2 separate regions of the Hordeum vulgare genome follow, and region 2 is linked to region 1. Evidence: chromatin contacts called from public Hi-C data. All regions are on one chromosome and are shown on one strand. Each heading gives the region's core, a stretch centred on a gene start, on an enhancer-like site or on the middle of the called end of the contact. The rest is flanking DNA. Distances are from core to core; before and after follow the strand shown. Region 1 holds the start of LOC123425835 (glycerol-3-phosphate acyltransferase 9). Region 2 holds the start of LOC123425842 (protein translation factor SUI1 homolog).

What was found. A called contact is a pair of places that touch in the nucleus more often than the background predicts.
Region 2: a Hi-C map of seedling shows a contact between it and region 1, with 3 times the contacts expected there. The contact joins the promoter of LOC123425842 here to the promoter of LOC123425835 in region 1. A contact is called at or near these places in 2 of 6 Hi-C or Micro-C datasets (leaf and seedling).

What each region holds. Positions count from the first base shown.
Region 1 is chr2H:201,410,159-201,414,208 of MorexV3_pseudomolecules_assembly, reverse strand. LOC123425835 (glycerol-3-phosphate acyltransferase 9) reads right to left here and starts at 1,795. Exons shown (of 13, transcript XM_045109577.1): 1 at 1,572-1,795; 2 at 1,409-1,466. The coding sequence starts at 1,657. LOC123425834 (pre-rRNA-processing protein ESF1-like) reads left to right here and starts at 1,969. Exons shown (of 7, transcript XM_045109575.1): 1 at 1,969-2,666; 2 at 3,305-3,421. The coding sequence starts at 2,025.
Region 2 is chr2H:202,109,356-202,113,405 of MorexV3_pseudomolecules_assembly, reverse strand. LOC123425842 (protein translation factor SUI1 homolog) reads right to left here and starts at 2,336. Exons shown (of 5, transcript XM_045109586.1): 1 at 2,085-2,336; 2 at 1,038-1,113; 3 at 737-948; 4 at 570-623; 5 at 132-482. The coding sequence starts at 1,074. The coding sequence ends at 438.

The DNA.
Region 1 (4,050 bases), core at 546-3,045:
GGAGGAGCGTACATGGGCGCCGCAGTCACCACCACCACCACCGTCGCCGCCGCAGCCTGCACAACACGCGCCAGACCCATTCTGGACGCCCCCACCCTGCATCAACCTGACGAGCAACGACGAGGATGGTGGGGCCTGAAGACGACGACGAGCGACGACGGCGGCTTCTGCAACACGCAGGGCGGCCGCATTATCTTTTTTTATGTTTTTAAGTTTATATTAAGTATTGTGCGTGGGCCGTGACTATGGTGGATTTTTTAAGTTCATTAATTATGTTTTAAGCTATTTTGCAATGTTTTTTTATTTTCAATGCTTTTTAAGTGTTTTTTTTATTTTAAGTCCAACACAGACAGGTTTAGGATGCGGACGCACGTTAGGTGCCCCGACCTGCGGACGACCAAAACCAAACATGGGCGTCCATTTTGCCACCCCAAACGGACGAAATTCGGACAAAACGGATGTCCGTTTGGGGTCACGCGTAGGAGTTGCCCTTAACAGAATAACTAAAAATCCTCCAAAAACTCGTTTTCTGAAATCTCACATCTAATTCCCTATATCCAAACAACCACTAAGGAGGAGTTGTGACAGTACTAACTACTGGGTTATCATCACTTCGTAAAAAGTTGACTTTATCGAGCAAAACAAAAAGATCAGCAGTTAGACGATTTTTCATCCGATCGGAAAGTTGAACTTAACAATGGGAAGAACTTCTGTAATCTACAATACAATCACTATATCGAAGGAATACTCATCCAAGCACCAGTGGTTCTAGCGGGAGAAACGTGTTAGCCCTATCAATTGGGTGTTCGCATAATCTAAGTCTTAAGTTAGTGGCTCACTCAGCCAGACCGAAGCCTTCATAATAAATATTTCAAAATTGCATAACGGTGAATACTAACAGTGCAATTCTCAAGAGTTAAAAAATCGGAAAATATAACAAAACACCTCCTCCTAGATAAACAGAAAAAACGAAAACAGTCTTTCAAATGACTGACCGTATTGCTTTCTATCTAGTCCAGGATCATTCACTATTTTAAGTCAAATACTTAAACTACAGCTAGAGATGTGTTGAGTAGAATAGCCATATACAGGTAATATAATGGCAGTAAACAACAAGCTAACCCTCAAAAGGTCAAGAGGTCTTAAATCAAGGTGGCAATTGACAGGACATCCATATAATAGCAACATGCTAGAATCCTACACGAACTGAACCACAACCACACAGACTAAACATTTGTAAATCAAAATTATAATTCCTACACACCTTTCCACCAAATAGTAGAGGTGAAAGAGGCCCGTTTCTCGTTATCCTAAACCTTGCAGATCATAAGCCTAGAAACGACTACTGACCTCGTACATTCCCACAGGAAACGAGAGAGAAGGTAAAAGGATCAGATAAAGCACTCACATCGACGATGGCACCCGCTGCCTCGGTGAGCACTGGCGAGATGTCCAGAAGATCGCGCCTGAAAAACCGCATCAAATGCCTCAACAATCTGGCTGGAATCGATAATCAAGTGGGCGAGATCGAGAAGCAAGCGAGGCGCGGTGGCAGGGGTTAGGGCTATTACAGGGTGAGACTCCTGGGGGGTTCCTGCGGGAGCGAGTCCGCGGGGAGGTAATCGTCGAGGTTGGGCGCGTCCAGCGCCGACGCCATCTTCTCCCAGCGGCCGACGCCGGCGAGACGATGGCGACGTCGATGACGCCGCGGAAGGCTTGGCGATGGGGCAAACCGGTGAGATTGGGCGTAATGAGTCGTGGTACGTCTAGCGAATTGATGATGCCTGGATCAGACGTACAGCGAGGGGGTGGCTCATAAACAAGTGGACACCACCATTCTGCTGACATGTGGGGCCTGTTTGTGAACATGGGCCAAAGTGCCGGTCATTTATCGGCCAGATCTTTGTGTAGTCCACCTCGGCCCACGTAGGATCCATATAGTCCAGGTCGTTCGTTACTCCGGCTACCCTCCATACCCTTTGCACATCCTCGCCACCGCCGCTCCATCCCTAGGAGCAGCCGCCATGGCGCCGACGGCCGACTCCGTCGACCTCAAGGGTCAAAAGAAGGTCAAGAAATCCAACTCCAAAGACGAGAGAAAGCACCGGAAGGATAAGCATGAGCGTCCCGCCGCGGACGGAGCGTCTCTCCGCGACGACGCCAAGCGCAAGCACAAGGGCGGGCAGGAGGGGAAGGAGCACGGCAAGAAGCCCAAGAAGGAGAAGAAGGCTGGGGCTGAGGCCGAGGCTATGGTGGCGGGGGCTGCGGAGGCGAAGCGGGGAGACGAGAAGATGAAGCGGGCGATGGAGGACGAGCGGTTCGCGGCGGCGCGGACCGACCCGAGGTTCAGGCCGATGCGGCGGAGGGAGGCGAAGGTCGCCCTGGACTCGAGGTTCAACGGCATGCTGACCAACCCGATGTTCGCTTCGTCGGAGGCGCCCGTGGACAAGCGCGGCAGGCGCCGCAAGAAGGGCGCCAAGGAGAACCCCATGCTGCATTACTATCTCAAACAAGAGGAGGGGGATGAGAAGGAAAAAGAGAAGGAGAAAGTGAAGCTGGTCCAAGAAGATGAGGACGATGAGGTGGAAGAAGAGGATGAGCAAGTTGAACAAGAGAGTTCTAGCAGCGATGATGAGGAGGAGGAGGAGGACGATGACGATGACGAGGTGACGTTTCCCATCCAATTCTATGAATTTTCGTTTGATTATCATTCTCTGCAATTATAAAGGTTGCATCCTTCTCCACTCTCGCTTGTCAATTGGGAGAGAATAAAACTATAAAAGCACGTCCTTATGTTGATATATGAGATGTATGGTCCGGTTGGTCGTTTGTAATTGTTTGATATGTGCTGTTTAATTCAATCTTTCATGTGGATAGCACAGATGCTGTTTTAATCCCAGCTATGGAGGTTACAGTTATGGGGATTTCTTCAACTTGTGGTGTATGTTTGTGCTTGCTGTAGTGTTATTTTTTTCTTGTGGAACGTGGAGCTTATTGGGAGATGCTTGTTAGAGACAGAGAGTTGTGTGTTTCTGTAAGCCATGCATCTCATTATCTGACTGCAAGAACCATTTCAAACTGCGACTCTTGATCTTATATACTGGGTTTTTTTCTGCAACTTACTGCATGGTTGGTTTTATTGCCTGCCAGTACGGGTCTCTTAGGTTATGTGTTTTTATTTCTAGGATTTCCGTATGGTTACTAAACTATCTTGATGGGACACTTTACTAGCTGTATTTCTCTTGTCGCCAAGAGATACATGTTTCTTGCATTCCTTATAATTCCTGCTATCTTTTTTCTGCAGTGCTCTGTTGGCAGTGACATTGCTCATTACTTGATGGCGAGGCATGATGATACACCTATGATTGATAAGGAAACTCATAGGCTTGCTGTTGTTAACATGGACTGGGATCACATTAAGGTGTGTGCACTAATTCATTAATTATATTATCATGATAAGTAATCCTGTGCGCAAACTATTTTAGGCAATTTGGTTATTTCCGTTGCTTGAGAATCCACCTTGAAAGAATGTGTTTGAGGCCACTTGCATTTCTTTTCTGCTTTTGCATTTGCTTGATAAACCTCTGAGGGCTCTTTGGATGGCAATTTTTTTAAATAGATGATGGTAAACAGGAGTTTTGGAAAGAAAAAAATATGTTCTTTTGCTGGTTTGTTAGTTCTTTTAGACGAAATTCAAAAGCCTTGTGTCTCAATGCATTGATAGAAGAAGTTGTATGTACAAGCCTACGAGAGGTCACTCCCCAAAGTACAACGCTACACACTAGGTGGTAGGCACTGCAGGCAAGGTCCGTCATCACCATCCCTGCGTACAATCTGACCTCAGCTTCGATTCTGTCAAGCAAACTGGCGACGCTAGGGATGGTTTCATTGTGCTGCTTCCAGTCCACCTGTTTCGGGGCTGCCCTTTTGATCAAAACTGTTGACAAATGATCATTCCTAATAAGAACAGAGGAATATCATTCTTTGATGAGTCTCTTGTAGTAATCATGCGCTGCTGGAGCATGCGTACTCATAAGGAATGACAAAAAT
Region 2 (4,050 bases), core at 1,087-3,586, 700 kb before region 1:
TGTCATCGTTTTAGAACAGTAGTAGAGCAATGCACATGCCAAAAGCACATCATCACCACTGAAAACCCTATCAAAATAACATGTCAAAAACCAAACGGAAAGTGCAACTGAAATGGAGGACACGAAGGATATCACGCTTCAGAAAGCATATATTATTATTCAACCTTGATGGGAGAGGGTAACAAGCCATCTAACGATGGTGCTCCTTACAAAGCTTCAACACAACGGTAGTAAGCATATACGGTGCTCCTTACAAAGCTTCAACACAACGGTAGTAAGCATATACGCACGCAGAGAGGTGGCTATGCTAGACTTTGTGTATACTCAGAAGGCGCAAGCGTGGCGCCTGCTAGCGCTAGCACACAACTAAATATACTGCACCACCAATATATATTAGCTGCTTTGCATGCAGACTCTGATAAGGAGCTGGCAGTTGCTCAGAAACCATGAATCTTGATGTGTTCCTTCTTCACAATGCCCGCCTGCGTCGACACATTATATTAGACATCTTCATCCATGTTTGTCAACTGCAGCTGTACCGAGCGTAAGACAAGGAGAAAAGTGTTTACCTGGACAAGGAAGTTTGAGACGTTCTTCCTCTGATCACCCTGGAGTTGAATGACCTAAAGCGGAAAACAACAGCAATGATCAAGATAACTGGCTTGCACAAGAAAATTGTGAAAAAAATGGACATGGTAAGGGATAACGAGTTAGTTTGCTCGTTGTTTCAACACACCTGTCCAAGTTCTGTGTCCTGGACAACTGTACCATTGCAGCAAAACTCTTTCTTGAGGTCTTTGAGGATCTTGCTGTAGCTGAACTCCTTCTTCAGACCCTGGACAGTGGTCAGGCTCTTGCGACCATTACGCTGCTGGATGCGTACATGCACGTAGTCCTTTGATCCGGCAGCTGCACCAGCGTCCCCAGCATTCGCCTCGGCAAAGGGGTCTGTATGTAGCAGCAAAACAATTAAGCAAGACACTCCAAACAATGCAAGCAATTTCAAGTATACTTGGGATGGAAAACGACAGGCATACCAAAGGCAGTTGGGATCTGAACGTCGAGATCAGACATGAAAACTCCTGGTGAGAGTGGCAAAAGCTACACCAAGAACTGTACACAGTAAGAAAATGAATCATTAGGGCATGCGGTACAGAGAGGTGAATGACAGCCTCATAATTTCTCATTTGTACAAGCAAGCAGTCCATGGCTTTGACCACTGACAAAATAATTTGCATCAGAGGTACTTATTTTGCACAGTTAAATTAAATTAAAGAAAGATAAAATCATCGAATCAGTGAGGTATTTCTATACAGAAACCAAGGAACAACAGTCAAAGCCAAACTGATGCCTTACACCACAAGCAATCAGCACTGTTCTTATTGGACCTAAATGATTACTGAACAATTTTCCAAAACTAGTCGAGCAACCTGCACGATTCGTGCGGCGAGCTTTGATGTCTTCTACCATTATTTACAGTTTTCTTATATATGTGAATTTTATCATCCTTTATGATCGTTGTTTCCTTCAGATTTTCTTAGGTAGTACATACTGCGAGTTTTTCCTAAAAAAAGGTTTCTTCCAAGTTCAAAATCACAAATAGCATGTCTTAATATGTACAGGCATGTGCAGTGCTGGTCTTAACATAATTTAGTTGTCCTGACAAATTTATACCCTTTGCTCAAAAAGATGTTTCTACGAAATGAAAATACCTGTATTGAGCTAATCATGCTATGTTTGTGCAGAAAAATAGCATCAGGATTGGAATCTCTAATCTTCTTTAGAAAAACATCATAGATATCACAATCAATACGCGATTGTACAGTATATATAAGAACACACGACCTTATGAATAGGTGTCGAAAGAGAACAAGATCCAAGAATACCTACCCGGCTCGACCCTAAATGAATCCCTAAACGGCCTAAGAAAGAAGCACGGAAGAGCATAACAGGATCGCAAGTCAAGATCAATCTATAACCATACAGATCCTCACCACAGAAGGGGATCCTGATTATACAGAACTAACCGCAGATCAACAACAGGCCATAGAGATGAAGCAAGAACCACGGTGCAGGGGGCATACCCTCGGAGGCGGTAGAGGAGGAAGAGATCAGCCAAGAACTTCTCCCGGGAAGATTTGGATCGCGGAGAGGCGCCTGGTAGTGAGTCCTTGGTGTTCTTCCTCCTCTTTGGGTTTGATGCCTCCTATATAAAGACGAGGGAAGGAGAGGAATTTATAGACGGGCGGAGGAGGACGCCTCTGGGTTCCTTGCCTTGCCCCCCTTTTCCTCTCCTCTCTCTCCCCTCTTTAGGCCGCAAAGCCTGCCCTTCTCCACCGTCAGTTGGCTGAATATTATTATTCGGGTTAGTTACTTTGTGGCAGCCACTTTGTCGGTGTTCGTGTGCCGAAGTCGGGAATGGAGCACGAGGGAAACGGGTTCTTCTAAAACAGGGTACACCGTCGTTGTTGCTTGCTTTCAAGGGCTTGTTTGTTTTGTAGGGTCTAATCAGAACTTGGACCCTGCGAGAAGAAAACAGATTGATTGATTGTGAGCATATATTATTAAATTTACATCACATGAACTTTAAAGCAGTTTTGGGTCTGTCTCATGAGGCATTGTTCGAATCGGCAGTTTTTCGCAAGCGAGGCCCTATCGAGCCACATGGACGGTGAGGGTTACACGCGAGGAGCCACCCGAGAAGCTACGTTGCTTCCCGAAGCGATGGCAGTTATTACGCTCATCGATCTCTCTCCCCACTCTACTCTTCCCTCTCTCCACTCACCTACGGCGAAGGCAGTGTGCAGCAGATCGGAGAACAGCAAGTCGACCTCCGGTCACCTTCACCGGCATCCGTGATGCAACACTTCGGCAATGGCGGTAAGCAATTTTTCCCCTCCGCACCTACTACTTTGCATTCGATTCGGGTTTAGTTTCGATCCGCGTTAGGGAACGGGGAATCGGGGTATCATAGCATCGTCATGGCTAGCGGTAAATATGAAGTTCCCGATCCGTATTGAGTACAATAGGGATGCGATTAGGGTTCATCTTACACGGTACGCACAGATCTTATCCTCGGGGACCCCAGAGGCGATTGGAGCGGCGGGTGGCCTTGGCCTTGGTCTTGGTCTTCTTCGTCTCTTCTTCCTCATCGGAGTCCAGCTCGATGGGCATGCTTCGGTGCCCTCGTTCCGCACCCTCACAATCATGGCCACAGCATCTTCTTCCACCTTCATACCATCGGTTCATGATCCTCCTCCAATGGCACCACCATAGTGTTTGTGGTGAAGTACACTGTCGCACGATGATCATGAGGACGCCGGTACTATCTTTACTTGGCCCACTTTGCCCTCTGTCCAACGTCGCCGGAGTCGGCCTAATTCATGGCCCAAAGAAGTTTGTCGACTCACATAGCGCCCTTCCCTGGGTCAGGAATCAATGTCTTCAACTCCTCCGACGTGTCCTTCTTCATCACAACGTCTGACTCTTTGTGCAGCTCTTCCATGCTACTGAAGTTTGAGCACACTTCCATGTTGTTCTCAAACTTGGTACGGTTACCGAGTGAGCACCCTAGAAAGAATGCCCTCCATCCAATGCCCCAGGGGAAAAGGGTTGAAGATGGGGTTGGGGTTCGACTTGCTACCGGAGTTCATGTCGATGGGTTGGAGGAAGAGTGAGAGATAGATAGGTGGAGTGGTGACCGTTGTCGGTGTCAAAGCTGTCTGATCTCGAGTAGGGGGTCTGAACTACGGACCTTGGGTCGATGGGTAATATGAGACGAAGGAGATGATGTTTTACCCAGGTTCGGACCCTCGTGATGGAGGTAATACCCTATGCCCTGCTCTTGTTGTATTGATGAAGTAGTACAAAGTACATAGTTGATCTACCTCGAGATCAGATGTTGTTGTCTAAACCCTAATCATGATGAGCTTAATGTGTCCTACGAACTATGACCCTTGGTTTATATAGATACCAGGGGTGCTAGGGTTATACAAAGTCGGTTACAATAGGGAAGGAATATGCCGATTACTATGTTGCCTTGGATCGTAC